Linked DNA regions of Gossypium hirsutum: regions 2 and 3 are each linked to region 1. Evidence: chromatin contacts called from public Hi-C data. All regions are on one chromosome and are shown on one strand. Each heading gives the region's core, a stretch centred on a gene start, on an enhancer-like site or on the middle of the called end of the contact. The rest is flanking DNA. Distances are from core to core; before and after follow the strand shown.

What was found. Hi-C and Micro-C count contacts between places; a contact is called where the count stands out from the background.
Region 2: a Hi-C map of leaf shows a contact between it and region 1, with 2.1 times the contacts expected there. The contact joins the enhancer-like site here to the promoter of LOC107896882 in region 1. A contact is called at or near these places in 15 of 34 Hi-C or Micro-C datasets (callus, hypocotyl, leaf and 2 more).
Region 3: a contact with region 1 is called in a Hi-C map of leaf, with 2.6 times the contacts expected there. The contact joins the promoter of LOC107896862 here to the promoter of LOC107896882 in region 1. A contact is called at or near these places in 3 of 34 Hi-C or Micro-C datasets (hypocotyl and leaf).

The regions. Positions count from the first base shown.
Region 1 is chrA10:89,133,684-89,136,841 of Gossypium_hirsutum_v2.1, reverse strand. It overlaps LOC107896882 (actin-related protein 2/3 complex subunit 1A), which reads right to left and starts at 1,526. Exons shown (of 15, transcript XM_016822180.2): 1 at 1,239-1,526; 2 at 735-820. The coding sequence starts at 1,308.
Region 2 is chrA10:89,695,671-89,699,055 of Gossypium_hirsutum_v2.1, reverse strand. It overlaps LOC107896860 (U2 small nuclear ribonucleoprotein A'), which reads left to right. Exons shown (of 8, transcript XM_016822156.2): 7 at 1-145; 8 at 1,459-1,644. The coding sequence ends at 1,464. Among protein-coding and RNA genes, the nearest start is that of LOC107896860, 7.5 kb to the left of the region's middle. Within about 2 kb of position 2,010, at least 7 of the 9 cell types and tissues checked have an H3K27ac peak or open chromatin away from gene starts, as enhancers often do. A contact at or near this core is called in hypocotyl and leaf, where this site is marked.
Region 3 is chrA10:89,754,891-89,758,130 of Gossypium_hirsutum_v2.1, reverse strand. LOC107896862 (ammonium transporter 3 member 1) reads left to right here and starts at 1,464. Exons shown (of 3, transcript XM_016822159.2): 1 at 1,464-2,295; 2 at 2,363-2,648; 3 at 2,715-3,240. The coding sequence starts at 1,636. The coding sequence ends at 3,235.

The DNA.
Region 1 (3,158 bases), core at 277-2,776:
ACTTGGTCTATCTCACCTAGTCACCTTTTAACTTGTTCTAAGGCATATCCAACAATTCTAGCATGGGCACATTTAAAGAATCAAAAGTATTATAAAATATCAGTACAATTTATTTCCAATCATTTGCAGTCCGGACAAGACTTTGCAATGAGTTTGGGAATCTTGGATCTCATCATGGCTTTTTTTTTCTTGAACTAATCTCATCATAGGCTGCTACTCTTTGTTCTCGCCTTTTAAATTTTAGCTTTATCACAACTACTGTAATCCCCATCACACAATTCAGAACCTAATCTAATAAATCTCCCGGTTGCTTTAGAATTCCCAACTTTGGTTTATAGAGCTTTCCGGTCCAGTTAAAGGTAAAAGAGGTAAAAAGGCAGACTAATATCATACCATAGGTTGAAACCCAAAAATTCATCAGACCTCCATGCTGTGGCAGTGCTTCTATTTACTTACTAAGAAAGGCTAAGATTTCAGACAAGAAACCATCATGTCATCTCATATTTTCCTTTTCAAGAAACATTTTTATTCTTAGTTAAAGAGAGGCTTCAACCTAGGTTCTAGACTTCTAGTCATATCCAATTTGCAAATTGATGTGTTCCAAAAGTACCACACAACATGACTCCAAAATGAAACTTCAAATAACTATTGGAGATGAGTTAAGACATACAGCATAGATAATAGGACTAAATCATAACTTGGTGGTCTATAGGGGAAAATTTTTGATAAAGTACCTTCTGAAGAACATGAACTTTCTCCCACTTGTCATTCACCAATCTATAAATGTGAACCTCATTATTATTTGGGCATAATGCTACCACTGCAGGCAAGAGAAAGTGAATTAAATATGTAGAAAACACAGAAAACAATATCTCATGCAATTTAAAATAAACAGAACCAAATCATTAGTTCTAAAATTCTCAAAACAAAAAAAAAGTTCTAAAAACACGCATCATTTTAATTAAACATGTATCATTAGTTCTAAATCCAGCATATCACCAAAAAATGGAGCAATATAGAATGAGAAAGTAATGTAAAGAAAGAGTAAATTGACCATTAATTTCATTTTCCTCTTCAATTTTACATTTCTAAGACAAATATCACATCACAATAACATTTAACTCAAATATATACATTCTTTTATTTCCTACATTTTCACAGCAACCAACCGAAACATAAAGATGAAGAGAGGGAATGGAATTTCGACAGAAACAAATTAAAAGAATGAATGAATTTACTGGAGTGATCGGGACTCCAAGCATGGCAAGTGATGCACTGAGCGAACTGGTGAACGGCGACGGCCGCCATTTTTAAGCTGATGAATTTGATATATTGAGCTCCGAATGAGATGGAGAGAGATCTCTGGAGAAGAGAAAGAACTGTGAAGCGATCTCAGCTTCGGTTTAAAGTCTCTGTTAACAAACGGAAAGCTTGAAAGACTAGACTAGATACCAAATACCAATAGAGGTGCGATTGGACAAGTTCTCACCCGTCGACTTTGGGGATTTTTAGATTTTGTTTTTTTCTTTTCAGCAGGTTGAATTATGGGCTAAACATTCATTTAGCCCTTATAGTTTCCACTTCTCATTTTTTTCTCCATTACCTCATTTCATTTTTTGATAAACTACACAATTGGTCACTTAACTTTCATAAATTTTCATTTTAGGCACCAAAATTAAAAAGTTTGCAATATGGGCATTGCCATTACATATATCATTGTAGTCACTTTCATTACATACTTTTATCATTTTAGCCACTGGCCTTTAATTTACCATTGCATATACTCATTTTAATCACTCAACTTTAATAAATTTTCATTTTAATCACTTATTTTCTTTTTAAAATTAATTTTTTTCAAAGAAAATATAGGTTTGACAATAAATTAAGTTATTCCGCTATGAGATGAAACCCAAGCTTTTCACTAATAACTTAATTTCATCTTTTCACTGGTAACTTAATTCCATGTAAAAACTCATATTTTTCCTATAAAAATTTAAGTAATTGCTTGTAAACCCCCCAAGCTTTTCCTTTACTGAAAAAAATTAAAATTAATTTCAAAAAAAGATAAAGGAAATTAAAAGATAAAATGTAATTTCCTATAAATAACAAAATAATTTCCTATAAAACATTGGTTTTCCCTTTTACTATAAAAAAAATTCTAAAAAGGGAAAAATAATATGGAAATGAAAAGATAAATTGGTTTTCTTGTAACAAACTAAGTTTATCCTATAATAACTAAGGTAATTCCCTATAAACCCCATATTTTCCCTTCCCTCTCGCTAAGAAAAAAACTAAAATTAATTCTAAAAAGAAAAAAAAAACCAAAGAAAATTAAAAATAAAAAATTATATTTCTAACCCAAATTTTCCCCTATAATAACCAGGTTTTTCCCCTTTCTAAAAAAACTAAAATTGATTCTTAAAAATGAAAAAATAAAGAAAATTAAAAAGATAAAATGAATGACCAAGATGAAAATGTACTAAAGTTGGGTTATTAAAATGATAAAAGTATGTAACAGCGGTGACTAAAATGATAATTGTATGTAATGATAGTGCCCATTTACAAAATTTTTATTTTCGATACCTAAACTGAAAATTTATGAAAGTTAGGTGATTGATAAGGGATAATTATGTATATCTAATTATTGTCCTCTCATGCTTGTTTTAGCTTACTTTTGAGTGAAATTGAATTGTTTTAAGGTCAAATCATGTTTTAGGTCATTAATGGATATGCTTGTGTTTTGTGTCACTTTTATTATTTTGATGTTATTTTAGAGTTTTGGTAATATACGATGCATAAATTGTGTTTTTGATAATGTGTTGATGACTGGAAGACTAAGGACATAAAGGTTTGAAGGCTTGACAAATAGAAAGTCATGCCCCAGCATTGATTTGCTTGACGTCGCGATGTGGAGGACTAAAATGGCATAAGGTGACCAAGGTTGAGGTAGTGACGTTAAAAGATTGGAGGTCATGACCACGCTAATTGTTTGGATTTGAAGAACCAAACGTCCTATGCAACGCCACAACGTTAGGAAGCCAAAGGCACAATGTTGACTGATCAAGCTATAAGGATCGTGCCAAACAGCGAGTGACACTGCGACGTGAAATGCTAAAGTCGAGGTGTCGTTTCCTAAAGTCACAATGTAGAAACCTGAG
Region 2 (3,385 bases), core at 761-3,260, 560 kb before region 1:
TGCAGATTTGAAGATTCCCGGTGATGATACCAATGCTGCTAAAGGCGGAGATGAAAAAAAGGTTTCTGATATTCAAAATGAGTCCAATGTTGAACCAGATAATATGGATGAAGACAAGAATGAAGAACCTGCACCCATGGAACAGGTATGTTGATATTTACCATGAGGATTCTGAATTTTATTTGTGCTCATATGAGCTTTTTGTGTAGATATTTTAAATTGTTTTGGCTTATTGGAAGGTTTGGTACATGCATCCTTATATGCATTCTGTTTTAAAGCTTAAACCGAAACTTGAATGCTATAACAGTTATTCGCAAAGATTTTTTTCAAGATAATAAATTTACCTTAATGACTTATGGTAACAAATCTGTTTTTATGTATTTTTATTTGTTTTAATGGACCCTTTATTAATTACTTGGTTAAAATTAATTTAGATGTCTTTATTTTTTTAATAGTTCTTATCTCCCTTAAAATTGTCTCTGCTTGACTTTTCATGGTCAAGCATATCCAGCTTTGAACTCTTTTATATATACGTGTTTTAAACGATCCTTTATTATTATTTTAGTTAAAGTTAATTTAAATGACTATATATTTGCTACTACTTTGATATAAAAGTTGTTATTGATTGATTTTTCATGAAGTATATCCAATTTTAAGCTCCTTTTAGTTTGAACTTGTAAGTGATTAAATGAAAAAAAGAAAAGAATTTCCGAACTTTTGAGTGAGGGAGTTTATATATGTACTATATAGAATTTGATCGCTAAAATACAAAATAGTTTTAAGACAAAATTGATCAGTCAAAAGTCGAATAGTTTTGTATCTCCATGATGGTGAGAATATACTTTTTGTTGATGTATCTCCATGATGCCTGTATCCTTATTTTGTAAAAATCACTGTCATATAGTTTCTTTTTCTGTATTGCATCCTGTGTATGTGTGCATGCATATTTTTAAAAATGGCTGCCCGACTTAATTTAAGTGTTAGGTAGAATGGGGTTTGGGTAATTTCTGCCCCATATATTAAAATAAAAACAAAAAGGGAAACAGCTAAAAAGTTATAAATGATCTATCTATTAACTAGCTTAAAAGATACAAAGCATCCTTGAGCTCAAATTTGACTTATAACAAAGCTTGAAAATAAAAGGTCAGCTAGACCATTTTTAAGTTTGATGATTGAGCTAAAAATGGTTTGAGTGTTGAGAAAATTTTATTAAATTTTGTCTGGGATTGTAGTTCAGTGCGAAGTTGCTCAGATCCTTAGACTTCATAGACAAATTTTCATGACAAGTTAGTTTCATGTGTGATCAATATATAGATGATTTTATGTGTTTTATCTTGAAGTAAGTTTCACGTATATGAATGTATTGATGTTTCTAATATGTGTTCATGTGCCATGTATGGTTAATATGGTAAGTGGTCTCATTATTTATTTATTTATTTATTTTATTTGTTGTTTCAGGAATAGCAGCCAATCAGTTGGGTGCATTGTTGAATGGCAACAAAGGATTTGGGATATCGATTTTCGTAGTCTAAAGGATAGTACTCAGCTCTATTTTGTTTGGATATTGAGATATGGATTATAGCTCCTTTGTTGTGCTACTGGTTTTGACATAGTTGTGAATGCATCTGGCGTGGATTTTATTAAGTTGATCCTTTGGATATTAGACTTGGTGCAAAGGTGATGGGAGCGGAACGCCCAGAGATGGTTGAGAATATGATTCTAAACATCGAATCAAATTACAAACTCCAATCTTATATTCACATTATAAATTTCAATTTAATTAAAAGTGATAATTATCTCATTGAAAAGAAACATCTAATTTAACCCAACATGATTTGTGGTTAAGTATTCTTTCAGTTTCAAAAGAAATTGGAAGCACCTGGATCTGATGTAAATTCGAGAGGTAAAAAATTGTGCAAGAATCGCTTGTGAAAGAATGCCCTCTTTGGCTCTTTGATAGAAGGAGCTGTTAGGGGAATGGGATTGATGGAAGAATTGGACAAAGACTGTTTGGGACGAATACGCTGCTAGTCTTTTGGATGCGGGATTTCCGCTCTTAGGGGAATATCCGCACTTTTAGTCCACTCTGAGACATCTATTAGACCGTGGGGCATGAACACGAAGGGTCGACTTTCACGTGCCTTAGAGGAGAAATTGACTTTTTTCTTTTATTTTATTTAAATTAATTAAATTGTAAATTTTGGGCTGGAAATTTATTTGGGTTTTCGTTGCCATCGTATGGATATGAGCTTTAGGCATTTAAATTTTGGGTATCGACATTAGTTTTTATTTATTTAAGAAATAGATCAGTTTATACTGTTTGAAAACTCAAAACCCAGCACCGATTGATGAAATCACAAAAAATGATATGTTTGACCTACACTTATCATGGATTCTGACATTCAACTTGGTCCAAAGTTGTGTCTGAAAAATGAGAAGATTTCAATAAAAAATTAGATTTAAAAAATAGATTTGGGAAAAAAAATAAAATTTATTTAGAAAACAAGTTAGTTCTTGGGTAAGGTTTATTTTTGGTCTAGGTTAAATTAGGTCAAAATTTGCAAAAAGAAACTGCTGTTGTTTTGCTGTAACGTCACAAATATTGCTACTATTTTGTTATTATTATTTGGTTATTGTATAATTATTGTTTTATTTTTAATTTTACTACTATTTTATTGGTATTTTCTTGTTAAGTTGTACTTATCTTAGAATTATCTAAGTATAAAGACTATTTTTTTTAAAAAAATATTTTCAATTTGTTGAGAAATATTTTTTTAAATATTTTTTGTATATTTGACGTATTATATTTTTTAAATTTATTTTTATATATAAAAATAATATAAAAACCAATACGGGCGGGCTAGTCCAGGCTCGGGTTTTAACTTTTTTATTTGGGCTAGGGTTAAACAAAATTTTAGGCCTATTTTTTGGACCGAGTCAAGCCTGTGCCTATAAAGCCGACTTGAAATTTTGTTACTGACTCAACCCGACCCGACCCATATCACCTTTTAACTTAACCAAATAAATTGATAAATGACTTAATTTAGTTAAATTAATTCGACTTATTTCGATTTAATCAGTTAACGGGTTTTTACACCCCTATTCATTCATAACAACAAATACCTCAATCAGTCAATTGCCAAAAGAAAAGAAAAAAAAAACAGAACACAAGCAACAAAAAGGCCAGGGCCATATGAATTTCTTAATAGACTTTTTACTTGGGTTCATGGTTTTTGATGTTTCACCATTTTAAAGTAGTTTTTTTTCTTTAAAAAATTCGGTTAAATTATATTAGTTGAATGGTTGAAGCAATCAAATCTTAGTTTAATAGGTGGATCCATTTCAAATTTCACAATATTGGCCATGGTAAGCTTTATTATATAGT
Region 3 (3,240 bases), core at 215-2,714, 620 kb before region 1:
TTGACAATAAGTTCTTTCAAAATTGACTATTTGTCCCACTATTAGAGGTGTTCTAGAAATGTTTGCAATCAAGTAAATAGCTCTAAGAACTAATGGATCAGATCGAATTGTAAACTGGAAAGATTTGTACAAGTTATACATTTCGTTACTACTTTGTAGAAAATCATTAGATATGAATATGTTAGATACATGCGACTCGATTGGTGAAGGTGAAATAGTATCTCTCCTCAAAAAAATAGTTTTTTTTACCACTGCACAAATACAATATTTTGTTGCAAATGAACAAGATATTGAGGAATTGTCCATAAGTAAAATTATAATTATTGATACAAGCCTTTTCCACATACAAAGGGAATCTTTTGTTACAATAAAAGCAGAAGTGATGTGGATTATTCAAGAATCAAAATAGATTTGCTTTATAAAAAGAAGATATCAATGAACTTCTATGAAATGGTTTCACGGGATTCAGCCAATTGTCTTGATCGTGGGATATCATTGAGAAATAGGAATCCATGTTATCAAAAGATTTCCTGCGATTATTTCTAGTATGGAATGAGTCAATCATTCATTTTGGTATCTTATTGACCAAAAATGGTGATATTATTTCTCCATTGATTAAGAATTTTAGTTTTTGAGAAGCATTATGATCATCCAATAAGAAATGTTTCAATTTTTTCAACTGAACATTTTGAAGACCTATTGGTTCTAACAACTAATTGCAAAGCTGATCATTCAGACATTTCAGTTCATAGATGTGGATCTCAGACCTATGAATGGGGATATTCCTGAAACTTACAAAGAAGAAAAGAAATGAGTTAGACAAAAAGAGAAGCAACTTGGACAAAAAGAAATGAAATGACTTAGACAAATCTTTTTTGTCGATAACCTCAAACCAATCAATCGAATATTGATTAATACGTAATTGATCGAACATTACTTGAAAATGATTCCTGAAAATTCTTGCTCCCATTGGACCATTTTGTATCTATATGCATTAGGATCCTGATTCATGAATTTCGAGAAATCAAAATAAGAGGATCGAACCAATTTTTATGGGAAATACTTGGACTTCTATCATAAACATCATTTTATCCTATTAATTTTTAGAATTAATTTTAGTTTATTTTCGGTAAAAAGAAAAAAAATGATTTTATTATCTAGGTTTTTATAGAAACCAATTTATTGGCCTTACTTTTCATGTGTTGACTCAAAGCCCGCTTTCTTCATTTCCACCAAATCCCTAAATTCTTCTGAATTCAATGGCTTCCAATTGTCTTCCATTTTCCCTCTTTTTTCAAGTCTGTTTCCAATTTCATGACAAAAAAAAAAAACCAAGTTATTTTTGAAAATAAAAATTTTACCGTAAAAGATGAAAGAGATTGGTGGATGTAATAAGACAAAACTGCCGTTCTCTTAGATTAATCTTCAAAAATCACCATACGCAACCTGCTCATGCCTTCCTATAATGACACTGTATTTAATACAAAAAAGGCCTTTCTTAATACTTCATAATATATTATAATAATGATAACATCCTTTTCCTTCGAACAGCTTATTATATACTACAATCCAAGCTATTGATGGAACTTGGAACGTTGAACTAGCCTGCACTTTTTTTTTTTTTGGCTAACAAGCATGGCCGCTCTTCCTCCCAACCCAGTGCCAGTGGCCTACCAAGGAGGCACACCAGCAGTCCCAGTTTGGCTAAACAAAGGAGATAATGCATGGCAGATGATATCCGCCACGCTAGTCGGCCTCCAAAGTGTGCCAGGCTTGGTCATCCTCTATGGTAGCATTGTCAAGAAAAAATGGGCAGTGAATTCAGCTTTCATGGCCCTCTATGCTTTTGCTGCCGTAGTTCTATGCTGGGTGATTTGGGGGTACAAGATGTCCTTTGGGCATAAGCTTTTGCCATTTTGGGGCAAAGCAGGGCCTGCCTTGGGCCAAAAGTATCTTGTAAACCAAGCACTTCTTCCCGCGACGACCCAGTTCTACGATGACGGACGGGTGGAGACAGCTATGGTGACTCCATTTTATCCTATGGCATCTATGGTTTGGTTTCAGTGCGTGTTTGCGGGGATCACACTAGTTATACTCGCTGGATCAGTGCTGGGAAGGATGAGTTTTAAAGCCTGGATGGCTTTTGTACCGCTTTGGCTCACGTTTTGTTACACAGTGGGTGCATTCAGCTTGTGGGGCGGAGGTTTCTTGTTTCACTGGGGAGTCATGGACTATTCTGGTGGTTATGTTATTCACCTTTCTTCAGGGATCGCTGGTTTCACTGCCGCCTATTGGGTTAGCTCCTAATCTTAATTTCATGCATGATGTGTGCCTTTCTCATCTATTAATTAATTCAATGCAGGTGGGGCCAAGATCAAAGAAGGACAGAGAGAGGTTTCCTCCCAACAATGTTCTACTGATGTTGGCAGGGGCAGGATTGTTGTGGATGGGGTGGGCAGGTTTCAATGGTGGAGATCCATATTCAGCCAATGTTGACTCATCTATGGCAGTTCTAAATACAAACATTTGTGGAGCCACTAGTCTACTTGTTTGGACTTGGCTTGATGTTATTTTCTTCAAGAAACCCTCAGTCATTGGTGCCGTCCAAGGAATGATTACAGGTCTTGTTAGCATCACTCCTGGTGCAGGTATTAACCACCCTTCAACTTGCATGCCGCGTCGGACAGATATTGACTAATTCCATGATTATGTAGGTCTGGTGCAAGGGTGGGCTGCCATAGTCTTTGGAATTCTGTCAGGTAGCGTTCCATGGTTCACCATGATGATCGTACACAAGAGATGGTCATTGCTCCAACATATTGATGACACACTAGGAGTGTTTCATACCCATGCCATAGCCGGGCTTCTTGGCGGTGTTCTGACCGGTCTCTTCGCAGAACCTCAACTCTGTGCGATGTTCTTACCTGTGGTAAACTCAAAGGGAGGCGTCTACGGCGGTTCTGGTGGGATCCAAATCCTGAAACAATTAGCAGGCGGAGCTTTCATAATCGGATGGAACTTGGTCGTCACATCAATCATTTGTGTAGCTATAAACTTGATCGTCCCGTTGCGTATGACGGAGGAACAGTTAATAATCGGAGACGACGCGGTGCACGGGGAAGAAGCGTACGCTCTATGGGGTGACGGGGAGAAGTACGATTCTACTAGGCATGGGCAATACTCTGATGATACCTCTCACAATAAGGCTTCAATAGGGGCTACTCAAGTGGTTTAATTGAA